Regions from separate parts of the Gossypium hirsutum genome. Here region 1 is linked to region 2. The links are chromatin contacts, called in public Hi-C maps. All regions are on one chromosome and are shown on one strand. The core of a region is the stretch at or near the end of the contact, and the rest is flanking DNA. Distances in the headings are between cores, read along the strand shown. Region 1 holds the start of LOC107918018 (N-alpha-acetyltransferase 50). Region 2 holds the start of LOC107918048 (pentatricopeptide repeat-containing protein At5g11310, mitochondrial).

The links. Hi-C and Micro-C count contacts between places; a contact is called where the count stands out from the background.
Region 1: a contact with region 2 is called in a Hi-C map of leaf, with 1.7 times the contacts expected there. The contact joins the promoter of LOC107918018 here to the promoter of LOC107918048 in region 2. A contact is called at or near these places in 2 of 34 Hi-C or Micro-C datasets (hypocotyl and leaf).

What each region holds. Positions count from the first base shown.
Region 1 is chrD08:25,498,302-25,505,991 of Gossypium_hirsutum_v2.1, reverse strand. It overlaps LOC107918018 (N-alpha-acetyltransferase 50), which reads left to right and starts at 5,720. Exons shown (of 3, transcript XM_016847509.2): 1 at 5,720-6,101; 2 at 7,567-7,689. The coding sequence starts at 5,948.
Region 2 is chrD08:25,319,492-25,326,897 of Gossypium_hirsutum_v2.1, reverse strand. LOC107918048 (pentatricopeptide repeat-containing protein At5g11310, mitochondrial) reads left to right here and starts at 4,913. Exons shown (of 2, transcript XM_016847549.2): 1 at 4,913-5,532; 2 at 6,254-7,406. The coding sequence starts at 4,983. It overlaps LOC107918042 (a long non-coding RNA gene), which reads right to left and starts at 4,596. Exons shown (of 2, transcript XR_001689884.2): 1 at 3,995-4,596; 2 at 2,841-3,075.

The sequences.
Region 1 (7,690 bases), core at 4,471-6,970, 180 kb before region 2:
TCTCATAGATTTCTCTCGTATGCATCACATAACTACCTTATGATTTAGTGCAAATCAAGCTCACATATGAACTTGGAGTACATACCTGTTTAACCTTTCGCATTGAATATATTTATAAGCAATTCTTATTACGAAGTCTTACCCGGACATAATCTCCACACGAAGTTATCGGGTCTTACCCGGACAAAATTCCCACACGTAGTCATCGGGTCTTTAGAGCTCGGATATAGTACAAGCACAAAGCTTACGGACATTAATCAATGATAATATACTCGCATAAAGCCTGCGGGGTTTTAACCCGGATATAGTACTGACACAAATGCCCTTCGGGACTTATCACATTTATGCACTTTCACATCCATCACGTTGGCCACTCGGCCCTGTCACATATATACACTTTCACATTCATCACATCGGCCACTAGGCCTTATCACATATATACACTTTCACATTCATCACATCGGCCATTAGGCCTTATTACATATATACACTTTCACATTCATCACATCGGCTATTAGGCCTTATCACACATATACACTTTCACATTCATCACATCGGCTATTAGGCCTTATCACACATATACACTTTCACATTCATCACATCGGCTATTAGGCCTTATCACATATATATACACTTTCACATTCATCACATCGACCATTAGGCCTTATCACATATATACACTTTCTTGGCTGAATCTACTTCTATCATTTTCCAATATCACAATTTAGAATTCACGTATGGGTTTAATCAATAGCTTGTGAGCAACTAAAACAAGTTTATCAAGGTTCACAACATAATCTCAAATTCAGCACAAGCTGTTTTTCCTGAGCAATAGTCACTAAATTATTTATAACTGGAGCTACAAAACTCCAAATCACTTTCCGTTAATTTTTTCTGAATATAGACTCGTATATCTTCCATCCATAAAATTTCCAGAATTTTAGGTTTGGCCAATCAATACCAGATTTTTCTTAAAGTTTCCCCTGTTTCACTGTTTGACTAATCTGACCACTCTTCACTACGAATCAAATTTCTCATTTTACAGAATTCAAAATGTGTTGTATTTGATTTCATTTGAAACTAGACTCATTAAGGAGTCTAAGCATATAAATTTTATCTTATAACCATTTTTTTACAATTTATAATGATTTTCTAAATACAGAACAGAGGATTACAGTGTCATTCTGTGCTGTCTCACACAACTTTAAGTATCTCATTATCGGAAATTCCTTTGCTTACACGGTTTCTTTTATAAGAAACCAGACTCATTAAGCTTTAATTTCATGTCTCATTCAGCCTCTAATTCAAATCCATGAATTTATGGTGATTTTCTAAAGTCACGTTACTGCTGCTGTCCGAAGCAGACTATTTCAAATTACCCTTAAATTCCCAAGCTCAAACACTTAAGAACTTACCATTTGAGCTTAGAACATATCATGGCCACATCTTATCTTATTAAATCAACTCATCATGTCCTATTATAATTGAATTTACTCAACGTTTAAACACTTAAAACTTACCTCGGATGTTGTTGAACGATTTCGGCGGCTATTCGATCACTTTTTCCTTTCCTTTATCCAACTTTGGTCCTCTAAGCTCTTGAGCTTAATTGAGTAAATTAAGTATATCAACTTCATATACTTCACTTAATCAAAGCAAGAAATACAATTATCCTCACTATCTCACACATATACGTTCAGTCAATCATTACTATGTTACAAGTCAAGCCTAACTTAGGCTAGATCGAACATATATAATCTTTTAACTCACATTCGGCACATAAAAACATACACAAAATTTTCCACACAAGCTAGTATTTTAGCAATTAATATGACACAAGTTAAACCAAAAGTTTAGAATAACATTACAAGGTACATACATAGGGTCCATATACATGTTTATTTTAAAACACCACCCTTTAAACCCTCTAGCTCTACTTACAAAAGACTCTCATAACTAAAATCCATAAGTAAGTCATCCAATTCCACCATTTCAATAAGTATTTTATACCAAATCTAATAACTAAATGTTATTAATGAGATTCATACCAAGATCGAATATTCATTAACAACCAAAGCATATATTCAACAATTTAACAATGTGTTTAACCTCCATGGCCGAATAGATCCTTTCTATTCCATTTAACTACCATAAATTTAAAATATTTAAATCAAGTTCATGAGTTTCTAATTTCATTACTTCAACCATTCAAAGCCTATCTAATTTCTCAAATAGATTTCTAATACAAGAATTAAGCCAACCTACTAACCTTGACACCCACATTCGGCAAGTGACCACACACACACTCTCATAACCGAATTTCCATACTACTAAAACCTCTATACACATATTCCCCTTATTCATCTTCAATTTAAGCTCCCAACTCATAAAACATAAGGAATAGAAATCATCTTCTAAGTTTCCTACCTTAACCGCATGCCCAAATCACCACAAGGATCAAAATTCACACATGGGCTCAATCAAAGACCTATCCATCAACTAGAATTTCATAAAATCTCAAAGAATTTACCTAAAACTTACCTTAATTAAGCAAGTAGAAGACCGAATGCCTAGCTTCTTCCCTCCTCCTCTCAATCCGGCCAAGAAGAACCAAAGAACACAACTTGTTTCCTTTCCTCCTTAGAACATTCGGCCAAAGATGTTCAAGGATGAACACTTTTTTTTTTCTTTGTTTCCTTTCTTCCATTCACGGCAAAAAGGGGGGGGCATGGATGAGACCATTTTTTTTTCATCACTCCACCTTTTTGCATTACTTTAATCCTAACCCCTTTTTTTTATTCTTTCTAACATAACTCACTAACACAACATGTTTGCAACATGTTTCCACCCATAGCATGGCCGGCCACTATGCTTTAATTTTGGGTAATTTGACATGCAAACCCATCATTTCACAACATGCATTATTAGGCCACTTTACATTTGCCTAGCACATTTCCAAATTTTCTCACATAAGTCCTATTTGATAAAATTCACTTACTATTAACAAAATTCAAACATGAAATTTTCACACATGCATATGTACATATAATGAGCATCAACTATGACGGTTAATTATCTTTATGACTCGGTTTAGTGGTCCCGAAACCACTTTCCGACTAGGGTCACTTTAGGGGTGTCACAAGAACTCTTGTACATAAAACTCCTATATATTTGTAAAACTGGATAAAGTATGAGAATCCTTGAATGTATGATCTTTCTTGTTGCGAAGCCTATTGTATGCGAACCCATATTATTACGCAAACCACTGATGTATGACATATGCGAAACCTTAAAGGTAAGTCTTAGGTAATTACGTACTTATATGCAAATCCTGAAAACTTTATTATTTGTTATATGAACCCTTCTTTCTTATACAAAGCAAGTGCTATGTGTTCACATGTTTTATGCCATTACATCTTTTGCTCATTATGTATTATGATTCATGTTTGGTTCCGCTGCATTGTGATAACATAACTTACCTTTATGATGTAAATTGTGGTGTGTTGTAGGACTGGTTGGGAATTAAAAGAAGAGTCATTTAGGTGACTAATGTGGCACGCCAGATTTGGGTTGTACCAACTCGGTCGAGTTTGGGGTGTTATAACAGTTATGCTTGTGTCCATTATATGCGAGTTTCCAAAGACAATTAGTGTCTGCTTGTAGGCTGAGTTTGATCACGGTAGTATCCGCCAGCGGATTCTTCGAATGAGAAAGAGAATTGTATCCTCCAAATATGGCGTGCTAGTTTGTCAGTTCAAATCTAATCTCTTAATGTTTAAAGGTTTTTATTGTAGGATTTTTATTTCCCAAGAACTCACTAAGTTCTTACGAACTTACCTAGTTTCTTCTTTTTATTTTCATGTTCTTAGGTTCAACATTGTGATAGTAGGGAATTAGCCAGATCAGCGACCCATTTATGAGCCTTCTTTGTTTTTTGTGGGTAACATGTATTTGCTTAGGGTATTAGGACGATTGTTAGATGCCGCCATTTGAAAGTAATAAAACTGTATTTTGAAAATGATATTTTGTACTTTTGAATGTTTATGGGTAGCCTTGTTGGCTTATTATTAAACGTGGTTAATGGTGTTATCGAATTAAATTGAGTTGAGTTTTAAATTATTGCTCGAGCAGTAACTCGATAGGAAATTTCGTTTAAGCCTATAGATATTTTCTAAGCTTTTGCCTAAAGCTATCACTCATGTCTTTAATCTTTTAAAGTAGCGTTGTATTATTTTTAATTCATTTTCAACCATATAAATTTTCAAAATAACGAGACACTGCTCTGGTAATCAGGCACTAGCCAAATTTGAAAGTTGGTTTAAAAAGAAAGGTTAATGATTTCAATGGTTTTGACTTGTGACGTTCCATATCTGAATCTAACGATCGAATCGGACGTAATGTGTTACAAATTATATATACTTTTTAAAACTAAAATATGCTAACGAGGAGTTCTAACATTTATAATATCTTATGTTTGAAAGTTATTATTGAGGTTAGTTGATAGATGCTTGACAACTTTCTACTAATCTTTTATGAGTGAGATTGAATTAATAAATTGTAATAACCATTAGTATAAATGTGTGCCAGTTGAATTTGATTTTTTTGAAGTATAATATAATGTTAAATAATAAAATCACCATTATTAATTAAACTAAAATATAAACTATAATTATTGTAACATGAAAGAGAAAAAAAATAGTTTGCACAATTTTTGAAAATTGAACACCCACAACTTTTTACGGTCATAAAAAATTATATAAAATATCCTATATTTTACATTTTCTTATTATTGTGTTTCTTCTTGATAAGCAGACTAAGGGTGGGTTTGGATGGACGATTGGGTGCGGTGCGGTGCGTTTAGCTTACTTTTTGTCTCACGCTACAGTATCGCTACAGTATCTTATCTTACCGCCGCCTCTATTTTTACACTAACCGCAGGTAAACGCACCGCCTATCCAAACTCACCCTAAGTTTTTGCTCCTGGTTTGCAGAGTTTAAGTTGTTTTTGGGTTTTTTTTAAGTTTTTTTCATTCATTCATTCATTTAGGATAAAAATAAAAACATAAAAATGAGGTTTATACAACCAAACTAGATATCAAGCTATATTATCTAATGTCACCAAACAATCTCCACTTCACTTTACCCTTGAGGGTTAGTCTTCGTAGAGGGCAGCTTGTTCGTTTGTACTTTGGGGTTGGCGTTAGGAGCCATAGAGGGGTGGCAATGCATGAATGCAAACGAGAGCTTTGAGGGAGGTCTTTGTCCAAAGCTTAAGCAATCTAATCATTTCATCAGGCGGATAATCTTTTCCTTTGACTTCATTGATCAAGGGTACCAAATGACAAGCGAAAAAGGGAAAAATCCATAGAAGAGTTATAGTTCTCCAAGGATAGAGAAAAGAGAAAGAAAACCATGCTTCAAACAGAAAATAAATTAGTGTATGAGTTAGGAGAAAAAACATAGATGTGACATTGAAAAAATATCCTGAAATTAGGGTGGTTGGGAGGGGGCATGAATCATAAATTTTTAGATGGCGCAGATATATTAACTCATGCTCTTCTTTCGTTAAAAAAAAAAGGGAAGTTCTTCTGGCCATGCAGGCCAAGGAGTTGTTATCAGCTCAGCAGGCCACCGAGTGTGCAAGTCTCTTTTATTTAGAAACTAAGGCCCAAACCCAAAATATTGGGAAAAAATTGACCTTCGAACATCATAGTACACAATAAAACCATAAAATCCATTAAATGTGGGAAACGAGAAACCCCAAGTTCCAAGAGTAGCGAATCCCTCCACCGTCGCTGTAAATTGAAAAGCCAACCTCTACCCTTCCTCTTTTGTCACGTACAAGAAATCTAAGTCTTTCTGTACAATCCCTCATCACACCATTATTATATCCCCTCTGCAAGTCTTTTGTTTTCTTAGACCAAATAGATCGCAAAGGAGTTAAGAAATGGGGGCTGGGCGAGAAGTAGCAATATCACTTGATGGAGTGAGGGACAAGAACGTGATGCAGCTGAAGAAGCTCAACACAGCTCTCTTCCCTGTTCGTTACAACGATAAGTACTACGCCGATGCTCTCGCTTCTGGCGAATTCACCAAGCTTGGTTTGCTCCGTTTTTCCTAATCTTTTTCTGGGTTTCCATTTTTTTTTTCTTTTGAAAGTTGTTGAACTCTTTTTGGTTGGTCCAATGTTGTTTGGCATTTCCTTTGCACTGGTTTCTTTTTTAATCTTGTTTTTTTTTCTTTTGTGTTCTTTAGTATATGCCATCTATTGGGAATTTTATTGTTGTTCTCTTTCCCTCTGCGTATGTAGTTAGTATCCTATTATGGGAATTTATTTTGTTGGTTTTGATTTCTGCGTTTGATTTTGGCTTTTTGGTTCTTTGCATCGGAAGATTGATGGCCTTTTATGGGCCAGTTTGATTTATATTGGCATTTGATTATACATGATTGAAAAATGGTTTAATATGTATACATTCTCCAAGACCAGAAACTTTATCCTTGATGTTTCAAGTTACTGAATGATGAACTTGGCTGTCTTGAAACTACAACCTACACTGATTGATAATGAGTGACCTTCGATACCGTTAACATGTTTTCGGTTATCAGTTTAGTGTCTTCTCATGTGATCATTGGTACAAGCAATTCTTTGTTGGATTAGATAGTTTAGGTTAGATAACCCGACCTATATTGAATTGCTTGCTCTATTTATTGTGTTTTGTTTTCAATGGTCAATATTCTGGGCTTATTGAACTCTAAAAATGCGTGTCACCATTCATCCTCATGAAAACATGCCTCAAAAACACTCTTTGCTTCTGCTGTTGTGCTTGTGCTGCCTTACACTCAAATATGTTACCAATCTTAGCTGGTCCAGTCACCTTTTCTTCCATGATCTTCTGCATATTGTGTAATGTTAATACATCCTTATCCTGCATTGCTTTTACACTGTTAAATAGCGGGTAGTAGCTATCCCTGAAGTTTTCTGGTGAACTTCAAAGTCATAAAAACCCAGGCTAAAGACTTCCTGATTCTGAAATTTGCTGCCTTGCATTGGAGGGCACCTATTGAGCTTGATGGTCTACATCTTTTCACAGAAACTGTAGAAATTTCAAAACCTGTTACTTTTTGAAGAGAAGTTATCTTACCGTTTCCTTCTGTCTTGGTAACTGCATATTTGTTTTATTTTCTCCTTAATCCTCAAGTCATGCTCTAAGAAATACACTCAATTGAAGTTTTGAGCAACTCTATCCTTTTTTAACTCTATGATCTTATGAATGTGCAGAGCATGTTTGTAGTGTCCCTGTCACAGTGGCTTCATCATATGATATCAATTACTATGTTACACATTGATGGTTAGAAAGCTGTAATTAATTATTTTTTATTCAATTTGATGGCTCGGAATAAATTGTTTGTGGTGACTCATGCATATTCACGTAACAGATGATGTGATTGTTATACATAGCTATTACATGAGTTGAGACCTGATTAGAGCTTAAGTTGGAGAATGGCCTGTGTTATCCAAAAATTAGTATTTTGTTCTAATAATCACTCTTTTGCATGCTAACTCAGCATATTACAGTGACATCTGTGTCGGATCAATTGCTTGCCGGCTGGAAAAGAAGGAAGGTGGGGCCATCCGTGTGTACATCATGACATTGGGTGTTTTAGCACCATATCGTGGGCTAGGAATTGG
Region 2 (7,406 bases), core at 3,664-6,163:
TTGTTATATCAAGACATTAGAAAAACTACGGGTAACAACTTGCTTTTCACATTTGGGTCAGAATTGCACTTTAGTCCTCAAACTTTTCAAAATTTACAATCTAGTCTTTTTTGTCACATTCTCACTTCTAAAACTCTTTTCACTAATTCTTATATCCAAAATCACTTTATTATGATAATAATTCTGTTACTTGATAAATTTTCTAATCTTCTAAAAAATTCACTATATTTATTATCGGAATAGTGCCACATGTCAGATAAAAAATTTGGAGATGTTACATTAATCAAATAAAAAATATTCTAAATCATTTTAATCAATGTTATGAGTTTAGAAACACTTGAAACTAATTTTATATGATTTTTTCATGAATTTTTCAAATTTTATTAAGGATAATATTTTAGTTAATTTTGGTATATCAAAAATTTTTAAAATAAAAGATAACATCAATAATTTTTTTTATCTCAAATGGTGGTACTTTACTTCATCCATTGTTGGGGTTTCGATCCTCACTCATGGGAATAAAACATATTTTATGGCCAACCATTTACATCTTTGAAGAGCACCCATGCAAGGGGATTAGTCACTATTGTCGTTGGTGGATACCTTGGTCTCGACCAAAAAAATATAATATTTCTAGTTAGATTCCATGTAAAATGAGCAAAATGCCCCTTATGAGGTAAAATTGCACTTTAGCTCCTTTTTCACTTACTATATTTCTTTATTCCATTCATGGCACTTAATACCTCAAACTTTCAATAATTTATACATATCATCCATAATCAATAATAGTCCATGCAGAAATTTGCATTTAGGTCATTTCAAGATAAGATGGGAAATTTGTGATTTAGTCCTTGAACATTTCCATTAATTTAGTCCCCAAATCCTTTTTTTCTTTACACTTACTCTTCCGATCGTACGGCAGTTCATTCATGGTTTTTAACTTATTTTTTCATCGTTAGGAAATTCGCACTTTAGGTCCTCATACTTTTTGAATTTTATAATTTAGTCCATAAAGTGGTTTCCTTCATCATAATACATATTCCAAATCATCCTAATGTCCAGCAATCATTATTAACTAATATTTCCTCAATTTAGTCAAATTGCATTTTAATCCTCTAACATTTCAAATTGCGATTTGGCCTCTAATATCAATATCTCATACTCACAATCATTCTCGCAATTCCCTTTTCTAAAAATAAAATAATTCCTTAAGACTTCACTTATTAAACTCTTTTTCTCTTCAAAGCTTCATTGTATTAGGTCCCAAAACAGTATTGTTTACTATACCAGAGATTTGGGACATTACATGGTGAACTTATGATCAAAATTGCCAATTAATCAATCTTCTTATGGAACCCCTAATTGACTTGAAACTAGAAACATCGATGAAAGAGACATGAAAAATCAAAGATGCTACAACTTCTTGAACAACTTGATAAGTAATCCTAACTTCAGACAATGATTAAGGGCCAGTTCTTTATTGCTTTTGAAAAGTGCTTTTGAAAAGTGCTGTGGAAAAGTGCTTTTGAGAAATGCTTTTTGAAAAATTTGAGTGTTTGGTATTACTGTCAAAAACTGCTTTTGAGGAATAAAATGTCCATTTTAGACATGATATTATAAAGTAACAAATATGCATTTAAATAATGTTCAAATTAGTTAATATTATGATATTTTAGCAAAAATATAAAAAAAATAATTTATTATAACTTATTGTTAATATTTTAATATATAATATTAATTTTAAATATTTCTAAGTAATTAATATTAATTATTTATTAAATTTAATTAGAATATATAAACTATATTTAAATATTTAAATATAATAATTAAATATTTGTAATTAGATATTGACACAATTGTATTATTTTAAAAATTATTTTTTATTTTTAATTAATACTTTTAACACATTTTTATTATTTTATTTTAAAATGTATTTGAATATATAACTCATATTAGATATTAACATAATATAGAAAACATAAACCTAACAAATTAAAATATTACATATATTTGGATTAAAGTTTTTAAAAGGGATAATATTTATATACCAAATATAAATACTAAAAATTTTACAATAGCATTTACAATTTAAAGTGAATTCATTAAACTAGAAGCTATAGCATCTCTTGTTAATTCCAAGCTGCCTCTGTGCTGTTATGCTCTCCAACACTGCCAAATCGTCCGGAATCAAGCCAGAAATCGCCATAACAATCCCTAAACGATGCAACATAGCCAACCGTCCGATCAGATACAAGTGTGGAGGTCAGTTATGATTTCATTGCTACATTATTCATCTAATCTTTTAGTTTCTGAAACTTGTTATTAATTATGACCACTTGTTTGCACTTTGCAGCTTACACACTTCCTTGAATAGACCTCACATACAATACTAATCACAATGTAATTTAAGCTTTACTTGTGTACCAATACAAGCTTGCAGCTTGTTCATATCCATACTGAATAATAACAATAATAGTTAAAAAAACATATGCTTTTTGGTTATTTAGCATGAAAATCCTAAAAAACAGAGACAAAACTATATGAGTTGCAGAACATTTGACTTGTCCCTTCTTATAGCTTATTTAACAACCATTGTAAAAGCATCCCACCAGCAGATGGATAAGACGACTTTAATCTTTGGGGTACAAATTTTGAATAGGAGACAAAACTGAAAACTGTTGAATTGACTACAAGATAAAACTGTGGTAAAAAATTTAAGGTTGTTTTCTAATGTTTATAGTGACTAGCATCCACAAAAACAAGTAAAAACATGTACTGTCAATGGCTATATTGAATAAAAAGAAAAAAGGAATTGGAGACAACAAAGGTAGACAAGAGAGTTCAACCATGGATAAACCATACATTCAAGCAAAAGTAACAATTCATCATAATAATATATAGTCACTAAGAAACAAGTTTGATAATCCTTAAAAGGCAGACCAAATAACTATAATTGCTTGGCTGGAGACAATATAAACAATCCAGCTCTCTGCAACATTTGATTTACTATATAATCCATCTCCTATATCTATAACTTGAAACAGATTAAAATGTTGCCCATATCTTCCTCTGTACCTGTTAAAAACCAAAATTTATCAGTCATTGCATTGGTCCAATTCAGGGAGATTTTGATTACGTAGCAAAGGTACCCTTATAAGTATATATCCTGATTGGCAAACAAGTATTAGTAATATAGAGACCTTGCAGAAATAACAAACATGTTAAACCTTTGAATTGGAATGTTTTTGTCCAAATAGGCAATTATATAGTACCTTGCCAAATTCGATATTGTCATCACTAAACAACCTCTACTTCATCATGAGTATTGCAACATGGTATCAAAGCTGAGTAATGATTTACCTAGAAGCTTGGTCAGCTGGTTTTATTACTCAAACACATGTAGAAATTAGTAGTGTGCATCTAACGTTTATGCCTCAAGACCAGGCTAAAAAGGATGACCAGAACCCTATTGTTATTAATGAACATGGTAAGTACTCAAACCATAAACAAATTGGTATAATGATATTTCCTTGAAAGGCTCACTAAATTGCCTGATGGTATTTTACAGCAAAGTTGGCATGATCAATTCTGCCCAAAAATTGTTCGACAAAATGTTAGAACTAAAATGCCGTCCTACTATATTAAATTGTAGAACTAAAATGCTAGAACTAAAATGCCAGAAATTGTTTGGCATTTACCCCTTCTTCTTCAAGTGTTCTTTACTAGTCACATTACAAAAAACAAAAGCATAAAAAATCAGCATTGTAACAACAAACGAGAGGTGAATTCGTTCTAAAAGTCAAAAAGTATAGAGATTTTGAATGGGAGAATAAATAAAAATGTGGGCTTTGAATGGGAGAAAAAAATCTTCCAAAGAGAAGCATCGGTGGTGGAGAAGAGGAGAAAATATACAGAAGAAATAATGATAAAAATCAATCCCATAATAAAGACAAACAAAAATATACAGAAGAAGAGAAGAAAAAGATAAACTCACCGGTGGTGGAGAAGAGGAACAAAGAACCAGAGACTTCTTCAGTGGAGAAGAGGAACAAAGAACCAGCAGAGGAACAAAGAACCAGTGATGAAGAGATGAAAGCAAAGTGCTTTCTAGATGAAAACAAAGAACTAGCGTTGTGTTTGGCTAAAAAAGTAAAATACCAGCCCAAAAGTATTTTTTGGCTGAAAAAGCTAAAAAATTATGCTTTTTCATATGCCCAAAAGCACTTCAAATAAGTTGAAAATTTACTACCACTGAAGTCTATTTTTTATTACTTTTCAGGGAAAAACATTTTTACATACAAAAGCTCATTTGGAAAGCAATAAAGAACACAACCTGTTGGAAAATATGCACAAAGGCAGAATTTTATTAAATAAATTTTTTTCACAAAATGGCTGAAAACGAATTCTTGCACAAATGCTTGCAACTTCAACTTAAATTGCTTTGCTTTGCTCATTATGATTAGACCACATGAAAATGACAAGTCTTGGTGCTTAGCTTTGCCCATGGAGTTGGTATCATGGGGGCAAGGCTCCTGGCTTCCATGTATGTAGTTTTGCCTATGGAGCAATGCAGGGAGAAGTGCTCCTGTAGGGAATGCTATTAATTGGTAGTATAGTTACAAAAACATTAATAACCAAAAACTACCATCTATTTTTTTTTCTATTTGTTCTTTTAAAGCACCACTGTCTACAATTTACCTGATAATTGGGGTGTTATGCTAGTTTAGTGGAGCCATTTTTTTCTCTCTACTTTCCTGCTTGCTATATGCTTCTTGGATTTTCTCTTCGTTTCTAAACGTTCGATTTCTAACATTTTGGGCCTCAAATGCAGTGTTAGAGTGGGAATTTTTCAAAATTCTCAAGATCATGGCCAATATTAATGGGCTTTCAAATTTCTCCAAATTCTTTGGGTCTTTACCCAACGATAATACGACCGTTAAAACCCACCTAAAACCTCAGGATTTCTTTAGAAGACAAGAAAAATGAAGTCTCTCTACCAGCAGCAACGCCGTTTCCTTCTTCTGAATGTAAATTATCTGCGAAGGCTATTCTTCTCCGATCAATCACGGATTTCCAAAAAAGGTGATCCTTCTATGAAGTGGCCCTCACCTTCTTCATCTCCTCTTTCTAACACCAGACCTCACCCAACTCCCACCTCAGGTTTCTCCCAAAACAAAATTTCCATCATCTCCAATCTCCTCAAAGACCCAGCCATTACCTCCAGTTCATCTTTCGAGTCCGCTTTGGACCAAACAAGGGTAGACCCTGACCCGGATCTGGTCCAAGCAATATTCGAGCGCTTTGATTCTTCTCCAAAATTGTTGCATAATTTATTTCTTTGGGCTGAAAAGAAACCTGGGTTTGAATCCTCTGCGACGTTGTTTAATTCGATGATCAATATTCTTGGTAAAGCTAGGAAGTTTGAGGACGCCTGGACTTTGGTTCTTGATCGGATTGATGTTGGGAAGGAGGACTCCAATTTGGTTTCTGTCAATACCTTTATAATTTTGATCAGACGATACGCTCGCTCTGGTAATTTCCTTCATGCTTTGCGTAAAAAGCTTTGAACTTGCTTTTTCCTAGAAATTTAATCTTGGACTCCTGAATTCCTGATAAAGCAATCCTTCACATTCTATTTCTGTGTCTACATTTTGCATTATTGACCTTCAATATTGTTTTCTTAACGAATTTAAGGTAGGTATATAGATGATGATTTGCAAATCCCTAAATAAGATATTGGATTCGGAATAACAAATTATGGCTCATTACTATCCTATATATCGAGACGATATATGTAAATAAGACATCGTTTTAGGACTAAGAACTTATGGATTACTACTACCTTATATCTCGAGCAGGTGTATGTTCTTACATGTTCAGTTTTTTATCAATTCGATGATGAATCTGCGAATCCGTAAATAAGAAATTGTTCTTGGACCAAGAAATTATGGATTACTACTGTCCCATATTTGGAGCAGGTATATCTACTCACATGTGCAGTATATACCAATTCGATGATGAATTTGCAACTCTGTGAATAAGATATTTGTTTTGGACTTAGAAGTTATGGATTACTACTATATTTGAGCAGGTAAATGTACTTGTCTAATGAAACTCAACATTGAATCATTAAGTTAATATGATCATTTAAAATTAGTACATGATAAGAAAATAAACCTTCTTTAAAGAGTTTAAATTTCCCATTGAATTTTATATTTCTTTTGGTTTAGTGATGCAGTATATAATCATGCAGGTATGACTCAGCCTGCTATCCGGACATTTGAATTTGCAAGCTGTTTAGATAAAATTTGCAGTTCTAATGACAAAAGTAATCTTTTTGAAATAATTTTGGACTCCCTATGTAAGGAAGGGCACGTTGGGGTGGCAAGTGAATATTTCTCTAGAAAAAAGGAGACAGATCTTTGTTGGGTTCCATCAATCAAGGTTTATAACATGCTATTAAATGGATGGTTACGGTTGAGAAAGCTCAAGCATGCAGAGAAACTTTGGTTGGACATGAAAAAGAATGGTGTGTCACCTAGTGTTGTATCATATGGTACCTTAATAGAAGGATACTGTACTATGCGTCGTGTTGAGAGGGCAATGGAATTGGTTGATGAAATGAAGGGAGTAGGAATTCAGCCGAACTTAAAAGTATATAATCCAATTATTGATGCACTTGGGGAAGCAGGTAGGTTAAAGGATGCATTAGTGATGATGGGACGAGTTTTATTCTGTGAACTTAGCCCTGATATTTCGACATATAACTCTTTAGTAAAAGGTTACTGCAAGTCCAAAGATTTAGCAGGAGCTAGTAAAATACTTAAGATGATGATTAGCAGGGGTTGCATCCCAACCACTACAACCTACAATTATTTCTTTCGATATTTCTTGAAATTCAGGAAAATTGAGGAAGCAATGAACCTTTATACAAAGATCATTCAGTCTGGTCATACTCCTGATCGGCTTACTTACCAGGTTTTGTTGAAGCTTCTGTGTGAGGAGGAGAGGTTGGACTTGGCAGTTCAGGTTAGCAAAGAAATGATGGCGAGGGGATACGATAGGGACTTGGCTTCTAGCACTATGTTGGTTCATTTGCTTTGCAAAATGCATAGGTTTGAAGATGCTTTTTGGGAGTTTGAGGACATGATACAAAGGGGTTTGGCTCCACAATACCTCACTTTCCAGAGAATGAATGATGAGTTAAAGAAAAGGGGAATGACAAAGATGGCAAGTAAACTATGTGGTATTATGAGTTCTATCCATTCTTCCAAAAAATTGCCCAATACATATGGTGGAGATGAGGACTCGTCACAAGCAAGGAGGACATCCATAAGGCAGTTGTCTGATATGCTAAAAACATGTAATGATCCGAGAGAACTTGTTAAGCATAGATTTTTATCTGA